Linked DNA regions of Gossypium arboreum: all the other regions are linked to region 1. Evidence: chromatin contacts called from public Hi-C data. All regions are on one chromosome and are shown on one strand. The core of a region is the stretch at or near the end of the contact, and the rest is flanking DNA. Distances in the headings are between cores, read along the strand shown.

Region 1 (3,996 bases), core at 473-2,972:
ACACAGTAATGGTAGTATCACAATGAATTACAACGCAAGTTAAACAGCAAGAGAGGCTTACAAGGAATTGACCTATAACTAAGGAGTCCATAAACTTTCACTAGTAAATATAATGTGGCCATCTTTGAACAACTTCACTACTCTACAAAGCTAAAGCTGGACCAAACAAGGGTATGGAAGAAACATTACCACAAGTACCATATACAAGTTCCTTAAAAGACCAAAAAAATTATGGTCATGGGGCTTCTGGAAAAGGTGCAACACAAAGTTTCACAACTTTTTTTAATCTTGTTTTTCCTGGAAGATAGGGGTGCTAGGGACTGAAAATCTGACCCGTAACTTCCAACAAATGTAGTCATTCCTCTCAAAAATCAATCACAAACTAGAACCACATTACTCATTCTTCTACCATTAAACAATACTTTTGCACGGGTTCCTGCACAAAAGCATTCCTTTTGATCTACATATCACTGCACTAATAAAGTAACAAGTATATCCAAGCAGTCACCAAACTTGGAAAAGCAACAGCTTGATTATTAAGGTTTCAAATTAGGGAGAAGTTAACTAGAACAGAAGAGAACCTGTCTCATTTGGTCTTCCACATTTGCAAGAACTTAGTAACATTATAATTATACTTACTTCAACTATGTCATTTCTCTCAAAACATTGGGAGATGAGGTTCAAACCCTTATTAACATATAAAAGTAGTGCTAGAGTTCTCACGACTGATACAAAACACACATGGCACCCTTCAATGCAAAAATACATTAGAACCAACCATGTATCAAGCATGGACTCAGTCTACTTTCCCCAAAGTAATTCGGCATAAAAGTACACCAACTCAACCTAAAAACTGTAAGGCTATATTCCATACCTCTAGTTAACAATCCATAACTGACTGTTATTCAAAGCCAAAGATGTTCCTCCATTTGGTCATAAAGAGTAAATAACAAATGTTTAACTAACATTAACCAAGCTCTTTGCCTAACTTCATAAATGCAAACCAAACAGTCAAAAACAGCCCCCCTAAAAAGTAAAGAGTTCACTATTTTCTCCATGCTTTCCCCCAGTTTCTCATTATCATTAATTCATAGCACCAAAAATCCAACTAGCAGGGAAAAAAAACCAGTAAGAATTGTCAACTGATTAAAAAAACCCAAAACCTAAAAACCCTACTAATAACTAAACCAAATTAAAACTAACTCATTTTTCTACAAACCAAACAAATCTAACAAATACCCAGATACCAAAACCATGCGTTTCAATAAAAAAAAATCGACAAAAGTTAAAAAAAAAAAAAAACACTGAACATCCTTACATTACTTCCTTTCCAAACTTCATACACTCTCTTTTCCATTAGAGAAACTTCAAAGCCTCTTCTTCCCTACTGTAGCTTTATTGAACTAGGCTTGAACTGAGTTGGGAGGATTTGAAACTTGTGCGGGAGTTTCAGTTCATTTAAAAAATATATATATATTTTGTATTTTTGAAATAAAAAGACAGAAAATCTGAAAAACCTCTCTCGCGAAAACCTTCACAAGCACACACTGAAAGAATCGTACTCAATTGGGTGATGATTGAATCCGTAAAACGCCTGTGTTGAACCCTCTTACTTTTAGGTATTTAATAACAAAGAATAATATAATAAATTAATTCTATATAATAATGTTTTCAAACACTATTTTAATTTTAAAATACAACTGAATTTATTTTTGCAAACTCTATGTGCGTTGGCTGATGTTGCGTCGTTTTATCATCCTTTTCGAATTGAAAGTGAACTTTTTGGGGTTAGAATTGTCCAGCTTTGAGTGGCCAAGATGAGGTGGCGTCATATTATTGGCCTTTAAACGACAAGTATACCAGGAATTTTCTTTCTTTCTTTCTTTCTTTCTTTATTTATTATTTACTTTTTTCGCTCTGCTTCCTTTTGTTTATTGAAGTCATCGAAAACTGTAAAGGAAGAATCTAGTACTAAATTACTGCGTTTTGCCCAAATATTTACTGCAACTAAAATATTTCGTTTTTATTAAAAATATTTAATTATTGTGCTTAAATATTAATAATATATAAAAATTAAATTTTAAATTTCAACACAGACAAAAATATTTAAATATTACAAGAATTAAAAAGAAAAATTATAACCCACGACGGAGTTTTCTGCCGGCTTGCAGAGAGATCCAATGTGAACCAAATGGAACCTTAGTATACTAGATTTTGTTGCCCTTGCTGTCTCTCATATAATATTATGGTTAATTTATGATTTTGTTGGAATTTTTTTTGGGTTTAATTATAAATTTTATTCATCTAGTTTACAAATTTTGAAAATCTTTTATATAGTAAAACGCGGAGACTAAAATTAAAGATATTCCGACTTTTGATACACATTTCGCATATTTTCTCGTCTCCTCCATTAGTAATTTATCTTGGTCGAGTCTCTACACAATTTTGATATTAATAAGAAAAATTGAAAGTAGAAAAAAGTTTTAATCTTGCACACAATCTCCCTAATAATAATAATAATTTAATCCGACCCATCTCTATATAAAATTTTACCGAGGAGCTAATCTCTCTATTTTAATGTATTCGAATTTGATTGTTTTACTTAATGAAAATAATTGGAAAAAAATTAAAGATAATGTAATTATTTGGACCAATTTTTTTTAAAAAAATTAAGTGCGAGATTCTAAGGAATTATCAAATTATATGAAATGAGTTGGACGGAGGGTATCAATTTCAAGCCTCAAAACAATGATGAGCTTCAACATTGCCAACCTTTGGTCCATGCTTCCATGGCCACCCAAGAAACTAAAATTGGGCCAAAATGGTTGTTCAACCCTACTCAATTTCATCACCTTGATGAATAAAATAATCAATACTTATATTTTATGTAATTCAGTTTTTTCTAAAAAAAAATATAAATAACAAATTGATGATTTTCAACATCGATTTGAGAGGTCAACTGAACCATATTTTCAACATCGATTTGAGAGGTCAACTGAACCATAGGTAAAGTGACAAAAGATTTATATTAAAATTTTCAGTTGTTACTAATTTCATGTTTAATCTCTAAACAATCGACATGTTTTGTCACTTTATTAATTTATATTAAAAAATGTAATTAGTAGATATTTTAGAAAACCGACTGTTTTGTCACCGATTTCATTAATTTTTAATATAATAAAATTATTTTAATACTATGTTTGGTAGGATCATTATTTTTTTATGCATGTTTTAGTATATGAGTTAACAATAAACTAATTAAATTGGTAACATTTGACCACTCTCATGACTTATTTTTAGTAAAGAGAATGAAAAATTTTCTTACCGGAGTTTTTCTTTATTCTATATTTAACTATTGTAATACATATGTAATAAATAAGTGTTTTCCTCACGTTGTTATACCAATAACCAAGTGTAGCATAATTGTTATTGTTGATACAGTGATACAACAAGAAATGAGTATGGAGGAGAGGGTGGTGGTTGTTGTGGAGGCCAGTTTACTCAGTTGAGATGGAGAGCCAAAGGTTGAGGGTTGAAAGAGTGTTGGCTTAGTATTCTTGGAGAATCGATCATTTCTTCATCAATCTTAGAGGTATTTATAGGTAAGGGTTCTGCATAAGATGGTGTTAATATGCTGAAAAGGATATCTTCAATAGAATGGGGATGTTTGTAACAAGAGAAATTTTGTCATTCATTTTGACTCTAATAAGATAAAATAGTTGAACCCATATAATGTTTGGTAACTAACAACTTCATAACTTCATGTTCCAAATAAAGATTAGGTCATCTGTTGATCCCAAAAGGGTGAGCTTGTAGATAACCTTTCAACTTTCTTATTGTTCAGGCGTTTTCTTGACTTGCGACATATTCTAACATAGATAATGGTATAACAATTATAATAATGACGGTGTCAACTGAACTAAAGTTCAATTGGTAAAATTCTTTTTATTTATTTGAAGCTACTTGATTTATGTACAATAAGTGTATGTACTGATT
Region 2 (3,996 bases), core at 774-3,273, 220 kb after region 1:
AAAACTTTTTGAACTGATTATCAAGAAGCCTTTCTATTTTTTATGTTTAAAGGGATTAAAAGAAAATAATAAACAATATGGCTTGCAAAGCAATTTACCATATTTAAAAGTTTGCGTCACCCTTAAAGTCCTTTTTTCAATTGCCAATCAAAACGAGAAATTTACAGATAAGTCCCTGAACACTGTAACAAATGCCTATTTTCAATTAATATTAAATAAAGATAATATATTTTCATATAAAAGCAATCATTTATAAATATGAGCACCCAACATGAACAACCATGTGATGTTAATACCCATATGTGAATAACCCAATCTGGTCATGGACACCACCAATTCTTCAGGACTTGGACTTGAGGTGAAGAAAACATGTGTAATCTTAATCTATCAAAGCAGGTATCCTTAATGTCAATTGATAAAAAGATCAAACAATCGATTAAAAGAGAAACACTACTTGTCTGCAAGGTTTTAAAAAACCAACTAAAACAACAAAACCAAATCCAAAATTGTCTTTGATGCAAACATCGCTTAAAAGCAAAGAAATAAATATCTGCCTCATCATACTATAGATTATGTTATGAAGAATTCAACGCTTCTTAGACACACCAACAGTCTTTCCTCGGCGACCAGTAGTCTTGGTGTGCTGACCACGTACACGAAGGCCCCAGTAGTGCCTCAGACCACGGTGGTTCCTGCATCACAGTTTTACATCGATAGTTAGTTCAGTTTCCGTCCCATGCCCCAGTACCCCATAAAATAACATCGCAAATTGTTCATTTAACAATTTATCATGTATACCAACCAAACCAATATATGCACACACAATGTATTCAAATTTCTAAGCTCTGGTTATTGCAGCTATTTTCTCATATTAATCAACGACAAACATCACCAATACAGCATAAGGACTTTGTAACACAAATTGGCAAAAGCAATTGTTCTTTTAAGGCATCAAATATACAAGGGCAAAAGCTAACTCTAGCACAGATCAACAGGAAAAAAGGAATTAACCTGATCTTCTTCAAGCGCTCCAAGTCATCTCTCAACTTCATGTCGAGAGCATTGGACACAACTTGGGAATACTTTCCATCCTTGTAATCCTTCTGCCTGTTCAAAAACCAATCTGGGATTTTAAACTGCCTCGGGTTCGCCACAATCGTCATGAGATTGTCCAATTCCTGTGCAGTCAGTTCACCAGCCCTAATAACGACAAAAGTAGCACCAAGAACCGAAAGCCATTCAGCAATTTAATTATACCAAAGCCTACACTCTTACTCTACATATATACATAATTCGAACCTGGAAGAATACTCGATCTAAGTTACATTCGAATCAATGCGAAAACTATTGGGATCGAATCATATATCATTGCCTAAACTTTGTACCATAAATCATCTTATTCAAAATTAAGGACTAGAATGGATATATAAACAGTATTTCATTGTACATGCAAATTTGAAAGATAAAAGCAAACCTCTTGTTCATGTCTACATCGGCTTTCTTGCAAACAATGTTGGCGAAACGCCTTCCGATACCCTTGATGGAGGTCAAAGCAAACATAATCTTCTGCTTTCCATCAACGTTGGTGTTCAGGACACGCAAAATGTGCTGAAAATCTTCGTTGGCCACCAGAGACTACACACATAAAACATTAAAATGAGGTTAAAAGCAACAATCTTTGGGAAGAAAATATAAACCCCAATTCAAATAATATAAGTCCCAGTTTACAAACGCTCATAACAACCCCTTTCCAGTTAGTCGGATCAAGAAACAAAGCATGTTAAAACTACAGGAAGAGATGAAGTAATGAATTGATGAGAAGAGAGTTGTGAATATTGGGGATTCGGATGCAAAAGATGGATTTGTAATTACCATTTTTACGGGAGAAAAAGGAGATTCGGCGGAGAGAAGGGGCTCTGGGGTGACAGATGAGCTTTGAAGTATACCAATGGAGGCCAAGCTAGAGACTAGGGTTTCTTCTAACAAATTATATATTGATTGCTGTGGGCTTTTAGGGTTGGGTTTTTGGGCTAAAACCCAAAATCATTCTTTTACTTTTGGATAACCAATATAAATATCAATATCCATATCCATAAACTTCAAAACAATAATATTTATTAAAATTATTATAATCTAAATAAGAATAAATTAATTAATTAATTAATTATTTTAAGTGAATAAGTTTTAAAATGGTAGTTATTTATTTCTTTTATAAGAAAAATTTTAGTTATTTAGTATTAAATATAAAAGAAAAAGTTGTACCAAAAAATATATAAAAGAATAAGTATCTAAGTGGTAATTATTCCTTAAAGAGTAATCCCTTAATGACTTATTTGATAAATGTGTTAGAATCAAATTTTAATTTTTTATAATTATTCTAAAAAGAATTGATAATTTTAGTACGAAATATGGTTTAGTTAATGTCGTTAAAATTTTAATAGTTTAGTCAAATTTTTATTCAAAAGAAAATAATTTAACTAAAATTTGAAAGTTAAAGGACCAAAATGATTCAAAAATAAAAAATAAAAATAAAAATCAAAGTGACAAAATGATTAAATGTTAAGGGCTAAATTTATCGTAATGTAAAAAAAAATTGAGTAGAATGTAATTTTTTTTTAAATCCATTGCCTCCTTTATCATATGACTAAATTTCACCTGGCAAGGCCTTCAACAAAGAGACTTAATGTTTGATCAACTAAGTTACCAATGACTAATTTCAAAGCTTTGATGCTCTGATACCAATTACAAAGGGATACGGGAGACAATAGATAATATTATAAATTTACAAAATAAAACTAGTAATAAGGAAAATATTTTTTTACAAAGAAAGAGAGGTTGTTGATAAAAGTAGATATGAAGAGAGGTTGGCGGATGAGAAGTGTATAGGGAAAGGTTTTCTAACTTCGATGCCTCCTTAGGCTTCCTTCATTTATATTTATAAGAGAATTCTTGAACTCTATTTAATTTTCTTTGAATCCTGCACAATTTTTCTGATAAGTATGATGTTTCATCATTAATTTGATGATTTTTGCCATGACATGGTTGCTTCCACGTTGCTTCCTTTTTTGTCTAGACATGGATGTTGCTTTCTCATGTTACTTCCTTGATATTTTTATTGGTTTCTTCCAATTGGCTTTTATCCTTTCTGAATATTATCTAGATTCATTTCCTCAATTTCATCTAGATGTAATGAATCAATTGACAGTCTTGGTGAGTTCTAATTTTCCCACGTGTTCTTGATTTCTTCTATTATATGTGATGAAAAATCTTCAATCTCTATGTTAACTATATTTTTTATTTCTATCATCCTGAGTGTATCCAACTCCAGTATCATATGCCAATATTCTTCTTCTATCAGTCTAGAGGCTATAAGTTTTTTGTTGAAGTAAATATTGGGCTTTGGTCATTAAATCTATTCCTGCTTAGATCTGATAATAACTGAGATTATTGTAACACTTATCAATATTTTTTGTAAAGTGTTCTTTCTTTTTTTTAGCTGCTGAAAGGTTGAGACCTCCAATCATTTTTTTAATGATTCAAATTTGATATGGCTGATAAAATTTTTCTTTTTTAGCTATACCAATAAGACTGTTGATTTCAACATGAAAATAATAATAAAATCATCTTCATATACCATACGTAATAACATAGTTTTAACAAATGTAGAAAAATCTTTTAATAAATGGAAAGAAAAATTTTGAACTGTTATTTCTTTAACAAAACCCCATTCAATACTGCTTATATCAAATGGTTCATAATCAAGTCTAAACTTTATAGTAGGGAATTTTTCATTTAAATCGTTTGTGAAAACATAAGCTTGTAGAAAATATTCTGAAAAATCTTTTTGAAATTGTGCTTGCTGGTTGCAAATAGTTCTATTTATTTTTGTAAATATTTCTACAAGCAAAATATACCTAGATTTATTATATAAACATAATCTAAACATTTTATTTATAATCGGATTATTTGCTCCTTTTTAATAAAATACTGAAATAT
Region 3 (3,996 bases), core at 382-2,881, 150 kb after region 1:
ATTGTACTGTATTGCTTATACAACTTTAATTAGAGCAGAAAATTCATGTACCTGGGTTCGAATTCTCTGATTTCAGCAAGCTCACTACCATGAGCATCAGTCCACTGCACCTTTCTTCGTACTGTATGACTCGGGATATCACCATCCTTTTCCCCTGATGCCTCACGGTCATTACCATCCTCAAGAGGAACTTGAGTAGTATTTGGTTGCTTCTTCAAACTACTTTTGAAAACAACCTTTCTTGCATCGCTATTGCCATCATCAAGCTGAGTTGCTTGATCATTACTCTTATCTGAAGCAAAGGACCCTGGCAAGACATCCTGCTGTTGAACAGGGCCAACTTTCAAAGGCGACGGTGTGTCAAGCCCGGCAGAAGTGCGACCAAAGCAGACAAAAGAGGCGCACCCGCGGGAAAGCCGGTTCTTGATGGAAGCCAGTTGGAGGTCAGGATCAGGATCAGGTTCTTGGTCTACCAACTGGTAATGATTCCACGGCGAAACTCTCATGGACTTGTCCTCGTGCTTCTGACCCAACAGAAGAAGGGCCAAGCCCTTGCTATACCCGGACGCTGAAGAAGAGAAGAACCCTCCTCCTTCTACTGTCAATAACATCAGTTCTCATCTGGAGAACCCAGACAACTCCATTTTCTTCTCTTTTTTTCTTTTCAGTCACAACAAACTGAACCAAACTACCCTCAACTCCTTCATCCAGCCATATATCAGAGTCAGTGAAGTTATCAAACTTACCAAATAATGAAAATGATTTATTAAAAATGGATCAGGGAAAGGATTGTCCAGGTTTGAACAGCTAAACCGAGAAGCAGAGCAAATTATTTGCCACTACGCCAGTTGACACCAAATAATGAAATTTAACATCAATGAAAAATCTTAAATTCCATTTATAGTTACTAATGGAGTAAATCCTAAGTAACTAAAACTCATTGCAGACATAATAACTACTTAGTTCCCCAAAACTGCAATAATTATCAACATGGTCACCCCCCCATTAAACCACACATAATTAAGATCTATAAATTTATTAAATCTAAATAAAATTCAATAACATTAATTTTATTTTTTGCACTCAAATCAAGAAAAAGAGTAACACTATTGAATAAATATAAAGAAAATATTAACAACATCAACGTCAAAAATAAAAATTAAATTCATTTAAAAGAATGATTTAAGATCTGTTTACAGTTAAAAGTAACAAGTACCAGCTCAAAGCAATGCTATCTGTTTGATTGAAGTGAAAGCAATAAAAAGATGGAACAGAGAAATGTTGACAGTGATCAGTTCAAAATAAAAACCTTTTTCCTCTCTTGCTTTATTTGTTCTCCTTTTATTTTCTGGGGAAACAAACAGGAAATCAGATGAAAGAACAGGCGTGTGAGAGCTTACCTGATGGCGATTAAACGGATCTGGAGAGTAGAAAGGAAAAAAAAAAAAAGCCCAGGAAACTAAACCGGCGGCGCCGGCATGTTCGACCCCGACTTGCGTACGAATTAATCGGCGAGGAATTGGAATATTAGAGAGAAATTATAAATAAAAAGGGTGGAAAAAAGAAATATTATGGGGTAAGGAAGAATAAAAAGAATTGAGTTTATTTCCGGTTGGAATTATTTAAAGTGAAGGATAGGGACAGTGACTTCCGTGGCGCATGATAGCGATTCTTCTTTTTTTAATTTTTTAGATTTTGAATATCTAAAAAAAAAATTATTATTAAGGAAAAAAGGAAAAGTAAGATGTGTTATGAAATTGTGTGTTCGTAAAGTGTCTTTTTAACGAGGGATATGATATGAAGTGAAAATTTATTATATTTTTTAATTACATAAATTTTAAACTTAATTAATTAAATTAGTATACGTTATAAAATGCATTGAAGTTAGAGTTTATAGTAGAGGTGATCAAGGGTCGGCCAGTTCGGCCGGGCCAGTTCGGCCGGCCCAAATAAAATTTTAAGCTCGTCTATTAGGTCTGTGCTGCCCGGTCCAAATATGAGCCTAAAAATTTGTCCAAGTCCTACCAAATAAAATTGTTAAGCCCAGCCTACCTACCAACCCATATTAATTTTTTTTGCTTATTTCATTAAATAAAAATTTTAAAATATAATAAATCAAATATATTTAAAAACATAAAACAAATAAAATGATACTAAAACAATTCTTAAAACAATACACAAATTGACAATATAATAAAAAAATAGTTATATTAAAATTTTAAAATGATTAAAAATAAAATAAAAAATATATTAATATATAATTGGTAGGCCAGTGCCCGCCAAAAACTCTTACCCGATGTCTGGCCCATTTTCTAAACGAGCCTCATTTTTTTGTCCAAGCCCATTTTTTGGGCCTATATTTTTACCCAAACCCTCCCATTTTTTGGGCGGGCCTTTGGCCGAGCCACCCAAATTTCCCATGATCACTTTTTAGTTTATAGTAGTGGTTCACATTGTTTTGGATGCAGAAAGTCTTTAAAAATAAAAGTATAGTTAATCATTTTGTCTATGTGGCTTTCGATCTTAAAAGATGAGGTATTTATAAGAATGATAGGTTTGGAGTGGGTTAACTATATTATGATTGCCTATTTAACAAAGTCTAATTTAAACCCAAGTTAGGGTATAGTTAAGGTAAAGTGTTAAATTGATAGAAATTATGTTATAATTGATTGAAGTTGCTCTGACAAAGAATGTGACATCCTTTAGTTTGGACCTGGTGATCAGGTCAGGTAAAGGGTGTTACATTTAGTGACATCAAAGCTATGGTTTAGTCGTTCCTAAGACTAAATCGTAGTGTGTCTCAAGTCTAAACATACATGCCACAGTAGTCCGTGACAGTGTGATGTATCGTTGATCTAAATTGGCTTTGGTTTCCTATATGGATTATCCATGTTAGCTAACTCAAATCAATTTGTAAATGATGAGGTGGAAAGTAATGCCCCAGCCTTTATCAGCGAATTCAAAGTTTACCCGTTCTGCAAGGGCTAAAAGGTGAGGCCAGAGATACCTTTATACAAATGATGAACCAATGGTTCAATTAGTTTATGGGAGCTACTTATTCAGCTTCCCAATAGCAAATGCCACCTCTTCCACCTGAAGTGCACTCGGTTGCACAACCCCAACCCTAAGTTCCTACACTGGTACCTATTGCTCACCCTTCGATTGAAAAAATCCACAAGTGTGATTTTAAAACAATCTCAATTGAACATATAATAATAATTGTATTGGAAATATTATTGATGTGATTGAAAGGTGATATAGAAGTGCTAAAATGTAGAAAGTGCATAAATAGAAGGGATGTGCAAAGAAATTAGAAAGGAGGTGAGAAGAGTAACATATTACACCAAAAAATGTATAGCTATCATTTTACGACAATATAACTTCTAGGTAGTTTCGTGCCAAAATTGTTAGGCCTTTGCTGATTTGATGTCCATCACATGGTCAACTTACTTTCTAAAAGGATTCTTTTAGCATAGGCTTCCTCTTACACTTTGTTGATCAATACAATTTATTGCATGAGCCTTTCCATTTAATCACAATAATACCCCATCGTCATAATAAGCCTTCTCTGCAAGGTTCCAATTAGAAAAATTCTAGAAAAGTTACTATTTTGTCTTCGTAAGTGGCGTCACTTGTAGGAAAATCATTCCACTGAAAAACCATTGTTCTACCATGTGTCTAGAATGTTGAACCATGATTTTATCAAGAACCACATATGTTGTAAAATTAGAATGACAATAGAATCGACCAAATTTAATGGCTTAACTTGATGGTCTAGGGTACTGACACATTTTCGCAACAAAAAAACATGAAAAATAAGATGAATTTTAGTCGACTTGAAACACTCCAACTTATATGCAACTTCACCAATATGTTTAAGCAACTTATAATTAAGGACCAAAATATCTCTATCATAAATTTTGATAATGTTACAGTTGAATTGAATTTTGGAGAAAAGGCTGAAGTTTAACATAAACCCAATCCTCTTCCACAAAG

What was found. Hi-C and Micro-C count contacts between places; a contact is called where the count stands out from the background.
Region 2: a Hi-C map of leaf shows a contact between it and region 1, with 3 times the contacts expected there. The contact joins the promoter of LOC108487142 here to the promoter of LOC108489626 in region 1. A contact is called at or near these places in 2 of 5 Hi-C or Micro-C datasets (both in leaf).
Region 3: a contact with region 1 is called in a Hi-C map of leaf, with 4 times the contacts expected there. The contact joins the promoter of LOC108486996 here to the promoter of LOC108489626 in region 1. A contact is called at or near these places in 3 of 5 Hi-C or Micro-C datasets (all in leaf).

The regions. Positions count from the first base shown.
Region 1 is chr3:127,314,064-127,318,059 of ASM2569848v2, forward strand. LOC108489626 (protein S-acyltransferase 8-like) reads right to left here and starts at 1,723. Exons shown (of 5, transcript XM_017794295.2): 1 at 1,319-1,723. The coding sequence starts at 1,357.
Region 2 is chr3:127,534,807-127,538,802 of ASM2569848v2, forward strand. It overlaps LOC108487142 (40S ribosomal protein S18), which reads right to left and starts at 2,024. Exons shown (of 4, transcript XM_017791395.2): 1 at 1,873-2,024; 2 at 1,475-1,635; 3 at 1,012-1,200; 4 at 413-692. The coding sequence starts at 1,875. The coding sequence ends at 587.
Region 3 is chr3:127,467,528-127,471,523 of ASM2569848v2, forward strand. It overlaps LOC108486996, which reads right to left and starts at 1,632. Exons shown (of 3, transcript XM_017791182.2): 1 at 1,401-1,632; 2 at 52-701. The coding sequence starts at 611.